Regions from separate parts of the Rattus norvegicus genome. Here region 1 is linked to region 2. A link is a contact called in public Hi-C data. All regions are on one chromosome and are shown on one strand. Each heading gives the region's core, a stretch centred on a gene start, on an enhancer-like site or on the middle of the called end of the contact. The rest is flanking DNA. Distances are from core to core; before and after follow the strand shown. Region 1 holds the start of Mlxip (MLX interacting protein). Region 2 overlaps Mlxip (MLX interacting protein).

Evidence for each region. A called contact is a pair of places that touch in the nucleus more often than the background predicts.
Region 1: a contact with region 2 is called in a Hi-C map of Schwann cells, with 4 times the contacts expected there. The contact joins the promoter of Mlxip here to the enhancer-like site in region 2. A contact is called at or near these places in 10 of 12 Hi-C or Micro-C datasets (the A7r5 cell line, Schwann cells, frontal cortex and 5 more) and 1 of 1 datasets of contacts at active chromatin or transcription factors (oligodendrocytes).

Annotation. Positions count from the first base shown.
Region 1 is chr12:38,850,992-38,857,963 of GRCr8, reverse strand. Mlxip (MLX interacting protein) reads left to right here and starts at 4,905. Exons shown (of 17, transcript NM_001427251.1): 1 at 4,905-5,424. The coding sequence starts at 5,012.
Region 2 is chr12:38,809,487-38,816,414 of GRCr8, reverse strand. The region is part of intron 1 of Mlxip (MLX interacting protein); the gene reads left to right. Among named protein-coding and RNA genes, the nearest start is that of Mlxip, 40 kb to the left of the region's middle. Within about 2 kb of position 5,039, at least 26 of the 93 cell types and tissues checked have an H3K27ac peak or open chromatin away from gene starts, as enhancers often do. A contact at or near this core is called in Schwann cells, where this site is marked.

The DNA of each region.
Region 1 (6,972 bases), core at 3,656-6,155, 42 kb before region 2:
AAAGGCAGAGCTGGAGAAGTGGGACCACCCAGGCCTTTTTGGAACCTTGAAGAGCATGAGTTCCAAGTGTTGGGCATTGAAATTTTATACAGTTGCATTTTAGGCTTTGCTTTGATATGATTGTAACTGTGCTCTTGTTCATGCCTTTTGGAATAAGAAAACATTTAACTTGTTTGTTTTTTGTTTTGTTTTGTTTTGAGATGGGGTTTCTCTGTGGAGCCCTAGCTGTCCTGGAACTTGATCTACAGACCAGGCTGCCCTCCAACTCAGAGATCCATTTGCCTCTGCCTCCCAAGTGCTGGGATTAAAGGCGTGTGTCACCACTGCCTGGCAGGAAGGTTATGGTTTAAAAATGACGTGTCATATATCAAACTGACAAGCGACGGACTTGTTTTTTTTTCGGAGCTGGGGACCGAACCCAGGGCCTTGCGCTTGCTAGGCAAGTGCTCTACCACTGAGCTAAATCTCCAACCCCCTGATGCCCTCTTCTGATGTGTTAACAGTGTACTCATATACATAAAATAAATAAATTTTTCTTTAAAAAAAATAGTGAGTTTTAGGCCAGTTGGGGCTACATAATGTGATTATGTTACAAACTAACAAACTAAACAAAAACAGTACTTTTTTATTTATTATTAGTGCTTGCATATATAAGGTCAGGCATGCGTGTCACAGTGTGCATGTGGAAGTCAGAGCAGAACTCTATGGAGTCATTTTTTTCTTTCCACCTTTATGTGAGATCTGGAGGTCAAACAGTTCGTCAGATTTATTGGGCAAGTGCCTTTACCTTCTAATTTCTTTCTCTTGTTCTTTCTTCCCCTGTCCCCCAACTTTTGACAGGGTCTCATGTAACTCAGGCAGGTTTAGAACTCAATGTGTAGCTGCCTGTGATCCTCTCACCTCCACTTCCGGAGCGTGGGGCTTATAAAGGTGGCTAAGACGAGCATTCCTTACCCACAAATAGACTTTTGTAACATTTGCTGTGTGGTGCTCCATTACATAAGTAATGAAGACATTCTCCAAAAGTTCCCTCCCGCTAGACATTGGGTTGTTTCCAGTGCTCTGAGGTATAAACGATGTTTCCACTGGAGCTTTAACGTAAAAGCAGGGCTCTGGGAGTCCCAACACTATGCTCTGCCTCCTGTCTCAATATGAAAAGGATGTTACAACTGCCATCACCAGTGCGGACCAATTCAAAGAGCTGATCACGGGTGTAGCCTCACCATCATAGGCTACTGCATTCTTACAGAGTGGGTTGGGTGGGCACAGGGAAAGATACTGTCATTGGGGGGGATGGGGATTTAGCTCAGTGGTAGAGCATTTGCCTAGCAAGCGCAAGACCCTGGGTTCATCCTCAGCTCCCGGGCAAAAAAAAAAAAAAAAAAAAGATACTGTCATTGGAAGCTTTGTCATGAGCCCAAGTTGATTGGATCAAAAGCATTTAGGAAAATGACTTATTTGGTCTCTGTAGCTTCGAAGAGAGGCGAGACAGTTAAGGTATGTAGGCAGACACTCCTTATGTTATTGACAGGCCCCTGCAGATTCAAGCAGACCTGAAAGGGAGGCAGATATGCTACGCATTTGTTTTGTTTTTAGTTCTCTCGTGGGCCAAAGTGAGAAGTCAATACTTGCCTGTCCACTTTGCGTTCTTGGCCAGTCCCATCTGCACACCCACTCAGATCTGTGAATAAACACACACACACACACACACACACACACACACACACACACACACACACACACCATTATTTTTTAAAATGCCTTGGCTAACTCGATGACTGGACACTCCTAAAACTTCCCCTGCGACCCCAGGCCCAGTCAGGGAAGTGGCCCTTACCCACAATCTCACGTGTCTGTTGGCTTTTTATCCCACCCCTTCTCCTCTCTCCCAGACCCTGATTCTCACTATGTCCAACCTGCGCAAAGCTCAGTGTCCCGCCCCATGCTCAGCCATTGGCTACTGGCAGTGTTATTGACAGATCAAAAACCAATTGCGGGCCAGGACCTTCAGCGTCAGTAAACACGGATTTCTGATTAAATCAAAGCATCAGAACCACCCTCTACAAATACTTTTTTTTTCCAAAAGCAGTTTGTAAGTACCCATAATGATGTAACATCAGATGTACACACATCCTTAGGAGAACCTTTTCTTTGAAGCCTTATCACTATCTCTTTCCTACGCGTGTGTCTTTATGTGAGTGAGGACGGGTGCATATGGATTTATAGATGAAATTATTTTTAGAAATGTAAAACAAGCAAGTCAACAAACATGGCTGACGTAGGTAGTCCCCTTCCTACGTAGGACAGCAGAGGCAGGGGCGTCATCTGTGGCCAAGATTAGCCTGGTTATACAGGCTACGTCAACTTGACACACGCTAGAGTCATTTTGGGAGCAGGGACCTCATCTGTAAAAATGTTCCCATTAGATTGGTCCGTGGTGAATTTTTCTTTCTTTCTTTCTTCTTTTTTAAAGATTTATTTATTTATTTCATGTATGTGAGCGCACTGTCGCTGTCTTCAGACACACCAGAAGAGGGCATCGAATCCCATTACAGGTGGTTGTGAGCCACCAGGTGGTTGCTGGGAACTGAACTCGAGCACCTCTGGAAGAGCAGTCAGTGCTTTTAACTTCTGAGCCATCTCAAGCCCCCATGGTGCATTTTCTTGATTGATAATTGATGTTAGACGGCCCAGCTCACTGTGGGCAGTGTTACCTCTGGGCTGGTGTTTCTCGGTGTAGTAAGAAAGCAAGCTGACCAAGCCATGAGACAGCAATCCAGTAATCAGAACTCCTCCATGGCCTCTGCATCAGCTTCTGCATCCAGGTTCCTGCCTTACCCTGATTTTCTTCAGTAATGGACAGTACTATGAAAGTATAAGTTGAAATAAACCCTTTCCTCCCCAAGTCGCTTTTGGTTTATCATGGCTAAAGAAAGCCTGAGAGACCCGGGCAAAACAGAAAACATCATTTATGCATGTATCTTTTGAGACATGGTCTCATTACATAACTCTGGCTGTCCTAGAACTCACTGTGTAGACCAGGCTGGCCTTGAATTCATAGAGATCTTCTTGCCTCTGCCTCCCAACTGCTAGAATTAAAGGCAAGTGCCGCCATACACCTGGCACCTAGACCAGTCTTGCACTGTTTCCTGACTGCTCCCCGTAGTTAGGAAACTACCTAGGCCAGCCATAACCCCTGCTATATTTTCAGGTGTTTTTCTCCCCACTTTTAAATATAATTACATACTGTAATTACATCATTTCCACCCCACTCCACCCTCTCTGGTCTTCTCACTCCCTTTGAAATGTGACCTCTTCTTTAATTATTGTTTTAAACATGCAGGCACACACACATGCATATATAAGTATAGCCTGCTCAGTCCCTTTAGCGCTGCTTGTATGTGTTTAGGGGTGACTATTTGGGCTTGGAAAACCTATCTTCTCCCTGGAGAACGATTCTTCCTCTCTAAGCATCATTAGTTGCCTGAACTCTTTATTTAGGAGGGGGCCTTGTGAGATTTCCCCTCTCTGTCTTGGGATGTCAACTGGCACTATAGTTCTTGTTTAGGTCATGGAGATTTCACGGGTTAGCTTCCCTGTCACATATAGAAGACGTCCTGGTCTTTTTTCCTCTCTTATAATCTGTCTTGTGAGAGTTCAAGGCCAGCCTCGTCCACGTAAGGACTACCTATCGAGATTCTGTCTACAAACAAAATCTTTTATTTATTTATTTTTAACATTTATTTATTGTGGGGAGCACAGATACCACAGTAGGGGGCGGGGGCGGTCAGAGGACAAGTTGTTGGGAGTCCTCTTCTATCATGTAGGTCTCCAGGGTTGGAACAAAGTCAGGCTTGGCAGCAAGTGCTTTTATTTACCTGCTGAATTATCTCACTAGATTTCTTTAAATAAATAAATAAATAAATAAATAAAAATTTTTTTTGAGACAGGGTCTCATGCAGTCCAAAGCTAACCTAGAATTTGGGGGGAACTTAATGATCCTCCCGCCTCTGTTTCCCTCCCGTTAGGATTGCAGGCATGCGCATGCGTTACCATGACTGGTTCATTGCTATTTTTAGGTTGATACAACTTTCTGGGGCATAGGAATTGCAGTAAAGAAAACTAGGCTCCGAACTTCCCCTTTTGGAATTTGGCTTCTGGGCCAAACTTCAAAACAATAGCGACAGTATTTTGATTTGTAGCTGAAGTTGCTGGGTCTGGAGGCAGACAGCTAGGCTCCTGCAGAGCTCTACTACCCTTTCAGAGCGGTGATGCCCAGGGGACATGCCTTAACACGGGAGAGCCAGTTTCTGCTCCTAAGGATGTGAGGACTCCATGAGCCGTACTCTTGGGTCTTGTTGGAACCTTAGGAACATCCCTTAGAGTTTAGGTAACTCGATCTTCGCATCAACAAAATGGGGACGGTAGTCTTAGCGCCCTACAAAATCAGGAAGGCTTTTGAGGACTCAGTTCCGGGTATGGAGGGAGAAAGCTGGCCAGAGGGGGGAAGGAGCCCCACCCCTACCCACCACGTGGAGTGCCCTCCTCGCCCGAAGTGAGGCCGCAGGGCTTTTCCCAGGCGTGGCGGAGGCGGGGCAGGGGCTGGGGCCAGACTAGTGGAACCGACAGCCAATGCCGCCCCGAGCCCTGGCTCTTTGAGAGGCGCGGCCTGGCTTTCTTGTCCCTCAGCTCCCGGGCCAGCCGGAGGGGAAAGAGGACACCCAGGGGCCCGGCATGGAGGCGTGGCCTCCGGCTGTTTTTTTTTTTTTTTTTTTTGTCCGCCCAGAGAAGGAAAGTTTGCCCTGCGCCTTTAAGAGGTAGAGGCGAGCATCCGATTGGCTAAGACGAGCTGTGACATCACGAGGAGGCCGGCGCCCTCCCCCTCAGGCCGCGCGTTCCCGGGCAGTCTGCGCGAGGGCCGGGCCGGGCCGCCGGCCCTTCAGTCTTCTGTGCTTCTCTGCTCTCTACGTCGTCCCGGCTCCCGGGGGATGCCCCGGACCAGGTTCTCCTCATGGCTGCCGACGTTTTCATGTGTTCGCCGCGTCGGCCCCGCAGTCGGGGTCGCTCGGTGCTGCTCAAGCCTCAGGTGCCCGAGGACGACGACGACTCGGACACAGACGAGCCGTCTCCGCCGCCCCCCTCCGGCGTGGCCACTTCAGCCCGGGCCCACGCGAGCGCCGCGCCGCTGCCGCCTCGAGCCGGGCCGGGCCGCGAGGAACCTCCGCGCCGACAGCAGATCATTCACAGCGGCCACTTCATGGTGTCCTCTCCGCACCGCGAGCACCCGCCCAAGAAGGGCTATGATTTCGACACGGTCAACAAGCAGACGTGCCAGACCTATAGCTTCGGCAAGACCAGCTCCTGCCACTTGTCCATCGATGCTTCGCTCACCAAGCTCTTTGAGTGCATGACCCTGGCCTACAGGTAGGGACGCGGTGACGCCCCCACCCCACTCCCTCCCAGACCTGGCCGAGCCCCATCTTCACTCCGGTCTCTCCTTAACAAAAAAATCCCAGCTTGTCTCTTTGGCTTCACGCCGTTTCTCTGGGTGCTGCTTCTAGGAGGATTTGTGAGTCTGGGGTCTCCACCGTTGAGAGAGGCGCCAGGGTTCCGGCCTGTAGCCCTGTCAGCCGTTCCTGGGTTCTTCCGGCTTCGTGTTCCCCCATCCAGGCCCTCCCCTTCTCCAGTGCCCGTGGTCACCGGTTTTGGACAAGAGTTAGGTGTAGCTACAGGCTGCATGTTTGTTGTTGGTTTTTTCTTTTCTTTTCTTTTCTTTTTTTCTTTTGGCTCTGTGGATCCCTTCCTTTCTACTGCTTTTGTGTGTTTTCCTGCAACACCCAACGGTTAAGATCACCTGTCCAGGGTGGCTAGGGCGCTGGCTGCACTATCTTAAAGATTGTGTAACGCCTTGGAGCCTGTTTCCTTGTCTATAAAGGGGGGGGTGACAGTAGTGTTGACCTCCAGGGGGCTGCTCCAGGGAAGGATTAAGATAAAGGTGGAGTGTTTATTGGGCGCTCCTTAAATGTTACTTTTCCTCATTGTCCATGCATCTGGAGTCTGGGGTTCTCTCACATTTCATTTACAGAGACGTTCTGAGGCAGGACCCTTGTTGCACGTAGGACGACTTGTGGAGTCTGTTTTCCTTGGAAATTGGAATTTGTTTTTGTCTTTGTTTTGCTTGTTTGTTTTCTTTTTGAGCCAGGGTCTTATGTGGACAAGGCTCCTCTCAAACTTGCTTTTGTAGCAGATGCTGGCTGGCTTTGAACTCCCCCTGACTGTCCTGCCACCACTTCTCAAGTTCTGTGATCACAAACATATGCCTCTCACGCCCAAGTCTGACTAGAAGGTTTTCTGGCTGGCCCTAAAGCGTATGTGTGAGGTGTCAGTTTGTAGGGCTGACATCCCAGGCACTGTTCTGAAAAAGGGGATTCAGCTTTGGACAGAGACCTTTTTGTGAAAGTCGCAGAAATGCCTCTCCCTGGAGGGCTAACCTTTCTACCCTCTCATTCTTCGCCGATGTGTCTGCTACTTGTGCATTTTAGGCAGTTTTTCTGCTTCAGCAACAGACCTCCTCTGAACTGCTAGTGGCTAGAACAGGGCAGCTGGGTAGTAGCTTCAAGTAGGATCCTTGCTGGTTAGGCTTCTTGCTTTAGTAACTGTGTTAGCTTTGGCTTTGTGAGTCCTGCACAGCTGGTACAAAGAAAAAGTTTCCCAGGTGACTCCAGAGACCATGGCAAGAAGAGAAGGAATATCCCTAGGTCTTTTTGTGTTCCCTTGATACCTATGTCTCTGGGAGCTCACTGGATAACCTAGACTGGCCTCAACCTTGCAGTAATCCTCCTGCTTTAGCTTCTCAAGGGTTGGGATTACTGGTACTCCCATGGCCAGCCCTGTTTTGGTTTTGCTTTTAATTAATTTTTAAACTTAGCCTGCAGAATAGTAGGTTTAAGTGCGCCGTTTTCATTCCTAAGT
Region 2 (6,928 bases), core at 3,790-6,289:
TGTGAAGGGCTAGTAGGATGTCGCGCACGCACGCACGCACGCACGCATGCACGCATAAAACAAATAAATAAATGCTATTTGGGTTCTTAGAGGTGGGGTGGCAAGTGCCTTTACCTGCTGAGCCAGCTTTTAAGAAAGCATAAAAGTGAGGGTGTTTAAAAATTCTTAGTTTTGTGTTTTGAGACGGTCTTACTGCATACCTGCTGGCTCGCTACTCGTTCTGCGTGGCCTACTCTGGCCCAAACTCATGCTGCTCTTCTGTTCGTGCTTGGTTTACAGGAGCTCATGTTATACCCAGGCTTACAGAGATCGTATTAATTATGAAATTCATTAACAAATGACACAAATTAAATGAGTTCACCACTGCTCCCCACCCCCACCTCACCTCCAAAATCTGGTTGTGTACCTATTCCAGAGTAATTAGGAGCACTGAGGGTTCAAGTTTATTCTCCTGGCACATAGGCCTCTCCACCACCCCCAAACTAGTAACAGAACCTAGAGTCTGTGCATGCAGAAAACATGCTCTGTCACTAAGCATCACCTCCAGCAGAAACGTTTGCCTGTGGCCTTAAGTGATACTGAGCCATGAGTCCCGTTAGATCCGCAATATAATGCTTTAAGTCCTAGAAACAGGAGCAGCCCTTACTCCATGCCAAACCCAGATCCCCACACCTGCTTGTGCTGCACCCAGTGCTCCCACTCAGTGCATACCCTTGCCATTTTGTTGTGGTGGTTGTTTGATTTTTCAAGACAGGGTTTCTCTGTGTAGCTAGCCCTGGGTATCCTGGAGCTCCCTCACCAGGCTGCCTCTGCCTTCTCAGCACTGAGCCACCACCGCTAGCAGTGCATTGCCACTTTGTAGAAGGCAGGCAGCTCATGTGATCTGTTCAGAAATGGGCCGCTCTGCTTTCTAGGCACATACTCTCCCATTGGCCTCACTACCTGCTCCTCCAGCCACGCTGCTTTCTGCATCTGCGTAGAAGTGGTATGAGTCTGGGACAGTCTGTCTTCATGTGGATGACAAGACCACAGGTCAGCGAAGATGGCAGGATGAAGGGGTGTAAGTGAGGCCATACCCTACTGAGGCAAACTTTGTGTCGAGTTTGTGAAAATGTTAATTTCCTGCTCCCTTTGTGCAGGGACAAACATAAATCTGCACAACTATGTTAGCACCCATGTGCTCCCACACAGCTGGTGGTGTCTCCTGGGATGGGACCCTAGGCCTGCATTCCTGAGCCCTGCTGCCTCAGTCCTCGAAGCCAGCTTCTTTCTCCACAGCACCTTCGCTTCAGTTTCAGAAGTGGAGATGCCAGGTGGCCCCAAGGAAGATGAGTCTCAGACATAGGAGTAGGTTCTGAAAGTGTCTCTGGCTTCCACAGGAGGTCAACTGCTGGAGAGGTGGCTACAAGGTGCCAGGATGGTTCTTGCATTGTACTGTGGTAGCAAGTCCCCGTGTCCGGGCTCCTCAATGCGTCTTTGTCCCTCTGTGGCCTGTTAGTTTTGGCTCTGATAGCCTTTGGATCAAGGCCAGATCCCAAAACAAACCAACAGAAATGACTCTTTGAAGCAAAAGAGTTGGAGTACTGGAGGAGAGACAAGATGGACATTATCCTCTGCTCACTCTTTAAAGGCAGCATTTAATCACCACGATCTGCCTGTCCACGTTTGGGTGCAGAATTGACTCATTTGCAAGTTTATATCTCTGTGTGTGGCTAATGACCTTCTGTGATTCACAGAAGGCCTTATGAGGCCGAGCCTGAACTTCTTTCCTTATGCATTCCTATGTTTAATTAGTTAATTTTATCCCCTCTCCCTTTTGTTTGTATACAGAGACCTAGAGAGATGACTCAGTGGTTAAGAGCTCTTCCAGCAGGCTTGAGTGCAGTTCTCAGCATCCACTCCAGGCAGCTCCAAGGGATCTGACTGTCGCAGACAATGTGTGCGCTTGTGTGTGTGTGTGTGTGTGTGTGTGTGTGTGTGTGTGTGTGTGTGTGTGTGTGTGTACAGACATACAGATATAATCTGACTGCTACAGGCACACACACAGACATACAAATATACACATAAATAATTCCTAGAAACCAAAAACAAATGGAGCCAGGGTTTAGTTTAATGGAATTGCACCAGATTAAAGTCCTGGGGCCAATTCCCAGTGTAGTTTAAAAACAGGAAGTCATGTTTTATAATTCATTGCTTGTTACTTTTTTTATTTATTTAATAATGCCTTGGTGGAAAGATGGCTCAGTGGTTAAGAGCACTGACTGCTCTTCCAGAGGTCTTGAGTTCGATTCTCAGCAACCACATGGTGGCTCACAACCATCTGTAATGGGATCTGATGCCCTCTTCTGGTGTGTCTGAAGACAGCTGCAGTGTAATTATATAAAATAAACAAATCTTTAAAAGAAAAAAAATGCCTTGTATAAATTTTCGCCTATTTATCAGCATTATATATCAGCACACATGTATTTTTTGATTATCTCAGAATATTCACTATGTAGATATACTTGTAATTTAATAAACCTCTCTTACTGAACATGTACTTCATTTCTAACCTCTTCCTACAATGTAATATCCCCTTTGGCTTTGTGCCCATGTGTGAACGGATTTGTGGAATTAATTCCTGCAGAAGAGGTCTTGGCTTAAAGGAACGTGTGAAGTCTGAATAGAGAGTTGTCAGCTTGTGCGTCAAGAAGGCTCAGTTGGTTTTGCCTTTTGTTGTCCTTAATGCCAATTCAGCGATGAGACCTTTCTTCTCTGTCTCCAGCTGGCTTGTAAATGCTGTTAGCCGTTAGCTGCTGTCTCATTGTACCCGAGAGGACACCTGAAGGGAGAAAGAATTTATTTTGGTCCAAGTTTTTCAGAAGGGTGGAGGGACATGATGGAGCAAATTTCACCTTATCGTGGCCAAGGAGCAGCAGACAGACATGAAGCTGGGGACAAGGTCTTTCTGGGGTGTTTCTCCAGGCTAGGCCAGAGGTTCTGAGATGGTTGTGAGCCACCATGTGTTTGCTGGGAACCACGCTCAGGTCGTCTGGAAGGGCAGCCAGTGCTTCTAACCTCTGAGCCATCTCTCTGATTCCTAGATATTTCCTCTTAATTTTCATAACCACTCAGTAATGCCACCAGATTCTATTTATCAGTGGATTAATCTAGTGATGCAGACAGAGTCCTCAGGATCCAGTCAGTTAAATGAAAAAAAAAAACGATAAATAAATAAACAATAAACAAATAAATAAGCTACTACCCAGTGCAGCAGTGGTCAGAGCTGGGGCTTTGGGGCAGGCTGCCATGGCTTGCCACCATGACAATAACAGAGTGAACCTCTGAACTGTAAGCCTGCCCCAATTAAGTGTTTTTCTTTATAAGAGTTACCATGGTCATGGTGTCTCCTCATAGCAATAGAAACCCTCTCGAAGACAGGAACTGACTGCTGAACAGGTGCAGGAGTTTGAGGATGGCAAGGAAGGTTCTGGAACGTTATCGTAATGATTGTTGCACAGCATTGTGAATGTTAGTAGTGGCACTGGACATATTTTAAAACAGCTAAAATTATAAATGTTATAACATGTTTTAGCATACATATAAAAGGAAAAGAAGTTAAGGTTAGTTAAGTTTTTAACTCATCTTTCACCAATGCCCACATGCTGCTCTGGAGACTTGTGGCTGTTACTCTTGTTCTGACCCTTGCTACACACTGTCTTTTTCTGTAAAGTTTGAGGACCCGGCTTTATCTCTTGTAGTTGGACATCATATCATTAAGAACACTGCGCAGATTTCTCATCTGTTTGGACACCATATCTGCGTCCTTTGGCTCCTTTGGCATTGGAGGCTCTTCTAATTTGAGTCTCAGGCACATGTTCAATCGGATGGTTACTCTAATATACCCAGCCCGGCACCTGTCAGTAGGTAGAGCTTCTCCTTAGGTAACAGGCAGAACAGGCAAGTAACTCATTCCTGGTGTTCAGTCAGTCAACGAATTGTGTAGGGCTTCTCCTCTGGGACCACCCAACTTCTCCAGAGCAGGATGTGTGTTGGCAAAGCCTGCCCATTGATATTTGGGAAAACAGGAAGAGATAGGAACTGGAAATCTCCTATCAAAAGTATTCAACTTGTACTGAATCCCCCAGACTTTAAAAAAAAAAAAAACTAGGGGTTGGGGATTTAGCTCAGCGGTAGAGCACTTGCCTAGCAAGTGCAAGGCCCTGGGTTCGGTCCCCAGCTCCGAAAAAAAGAAAAAAAAAAACTAGTAAAATAAATAAATAAATAAATAAATAAATAAATAAATAAATAAATAAGTGGAACTATCAAATGATGGTCAAAATACTGTATTGCTGGTCACACTGAGGATGGAGTTGTGAGGGAGTCACTGGCTGGGGTTCTTTTGTTTGTTATCCCATGTCCACTCTCCAGTAGGCAAGCAGGGTGAGCATGGGCAGCTTGCTCCCCAAAGGAGAGGAGAGCAGGCCCTGACCGTCTGTGCCTGGTTCCCTTTGTATTGGCGATGCCCGTTCCACCCACCTGTGAGGCAGGCTGGGGGCTTCACCAGTGGATACTCCTCCTGGGAGCCTCACGAACAGTGACGAGATGGTGGTTGAATTGAACAGTGAGCTGTAATCAGCAGCCCGTGCTCTCTCCGTTGGTTTCCTTTCGGAGAGAATGAGAGCAAGAATCAGTGTCTAATTTACCCCAGGGAGCAGAAGCCATGGTCAGTCCTGTCCTCCGTGTTCTTTCTTTCTGAGGCTCGCACTTTAATTTTCATTCCAAAGCAGTCTCCTGCCAGACCGATGAAGAACCCATGGTTCGCTAGCTCCATCCAGCACAATTTTAAGAGGGGCCTTTGTCGTCTTGTGAACTTCCTGTTTTGTGTCAGGAACCCTCCTTCTAGGAAGGGGGGTAGGGGTAGACTGTATGAAGACTTCTTCACAGAAACATTAAGCATTTGTTTAATAACTGGGTTTAAAAGCCCTGGGCCAGCAGCCCTAAAATGAGTAAGAGCGAGGCCACGGCCTTCTCATCTGTTGGGGGCAGGGCTAAGTGCCTGTCAAGTGTTCCTTGTGGTCATGGCTATGGCACAAGAAGCACAGAGTTCAGAAGTGTGTATGTTCCATGTACAGCACAAGTGATCTTACATGTTCTCCTTAGTATTTCTGGTTATGTTTTTAAAGAAGGCTTATAGCAGGACTATCAGAAAGGTGAGTTCCTGTAGATCAGGTGGGAAGCAGAAGCCTGATCAGAGATATTTTGGGTACCTTGTTTTTGTGTTTCCTCACAGTTTCTGCCTCTGCAGCTTCCTTATGGAGTCTTTTAAAGTAGCTTTTCCTAGTTTTGTAGGAAACTAGAATTGTGGTGTAAGAAGGGCTCCTCTTCCCTCTGTGAGGTGCCAAAGAGCCCATTAGGACAGAAGCTGACAGAAATTTATACTTCTCCCACTGAGCCATACTCCCCAGCCTTCATCACTTTGTGACCTTTGCCCTGGCCTAACGATGAGCAATGGTGTGGGATTTGGCAGCCATCCACTCTGTGTACCCGACAGTTTTGGACTCGTCCCTTTATGTGTGTATAGCGCCACTTGTTGGCTGTAGAGATATTGCAGAAACATGGATGATGGCAGAAGCTTAGAAATTCACATGTTTCTGCTGAAGTTTGACTGTGTTTGCCGTAAGTATCCTGAGTAAGAAATATCTGAGCAAGCAGTTGGGGAGAGCCAAGGACCACTTACACTGCTTATAGCTCAATATCCTTTTCCGGACCTGCTACTGAGCGCATGATACCTACCGGCAAGTGCCATGTCGTCTGATAAGGAAGAGGCTGATGGCACACTGGCCCCCTTTTCATAGGTGCACGGTGGAGGTATGATTGGCCTAGGTTAGCCTAGTGGTTAACTCTCAGAGATCCTGATGGGACACTAGCATCTGTTTCTTCCTGGAACCATGGGTCTAACATAGCTCTCTGTAGGTCTTTTGAAGCCACCTCTGAGATAGTCAGCACTCAGTCAGACCCTGTACTGATGAGCACGTGGCACAACCAAGGGATCCTGCGTGTCACAAGGAAGGTTTTTAGTTTAGCTTTGTTCCTTCATCATTTGTGTAGTAGAACTGCACACTGGCCAGACCTGAAGTTGCTGAGGGCCTTGCTCAGGGTGGGGAGGAGGATTGACTTTGTTGAAGACAGGCTCTGTCTGTAGCCATGTCTGGACTAGCCCACCGCCCTAATGAGCTCCATTTCTGTTACCTCATCATAGTCACAAGCCAAGCAGGGGCAGTGCCTTCCCTCTTGTTGGCCTCAGCTTTGGTTTGAGCTCCTGCCTTGCTGCTCTCTCAGTCAGCACCTGGGATGGCACGGGCCCGTGTCTGTCTCATTTGTATCCTTCCTCAGTGCTTAGCTCTTTACTCACACAGTAGGTGCTTAGTGCTTCTCGGTGAGTAAATGGAAAGCCATGGCCTGCAGCTGCTTCCGTAGTCTCAGGCATCTGTTCTGGGATTGAAGTAGGTACAAGTTATCCTCTTTTCCATGTGTGCATGTGTTTGCGTGTGTGTGTGTGTGTGTGTGTGTGTGTGTGTGTGTACATATACATACACAGACATACCTCCAACTAACCCTTATTGAAACCACTATGGAGGGGATGGCATTGCTGTGATTGTACTCAGAAACAGAAGCACCAGGACAGCCCCTTACAACATAGTTGCACAGCTGTGGACTCGAGGCAGGACAGGCTCCACCCCCTTAGCTTGGCCTTAAGATCTCAGAGGGAGCTGAGAGTTCTGTGGGTGGGTCAGCATGCCTCTGGAGTGGCAATTGGAAGAGGAGGGAGCAGGGAGACTCTTGCGAGGTTCTGACCTTGGGGCAGAGACTGTGGCTATCATTGTGTTCCCAGATGCTAAGAGGGTGTGCTGGGACACTTTCTAGCGGTGGGACACAGCTCTCTTTC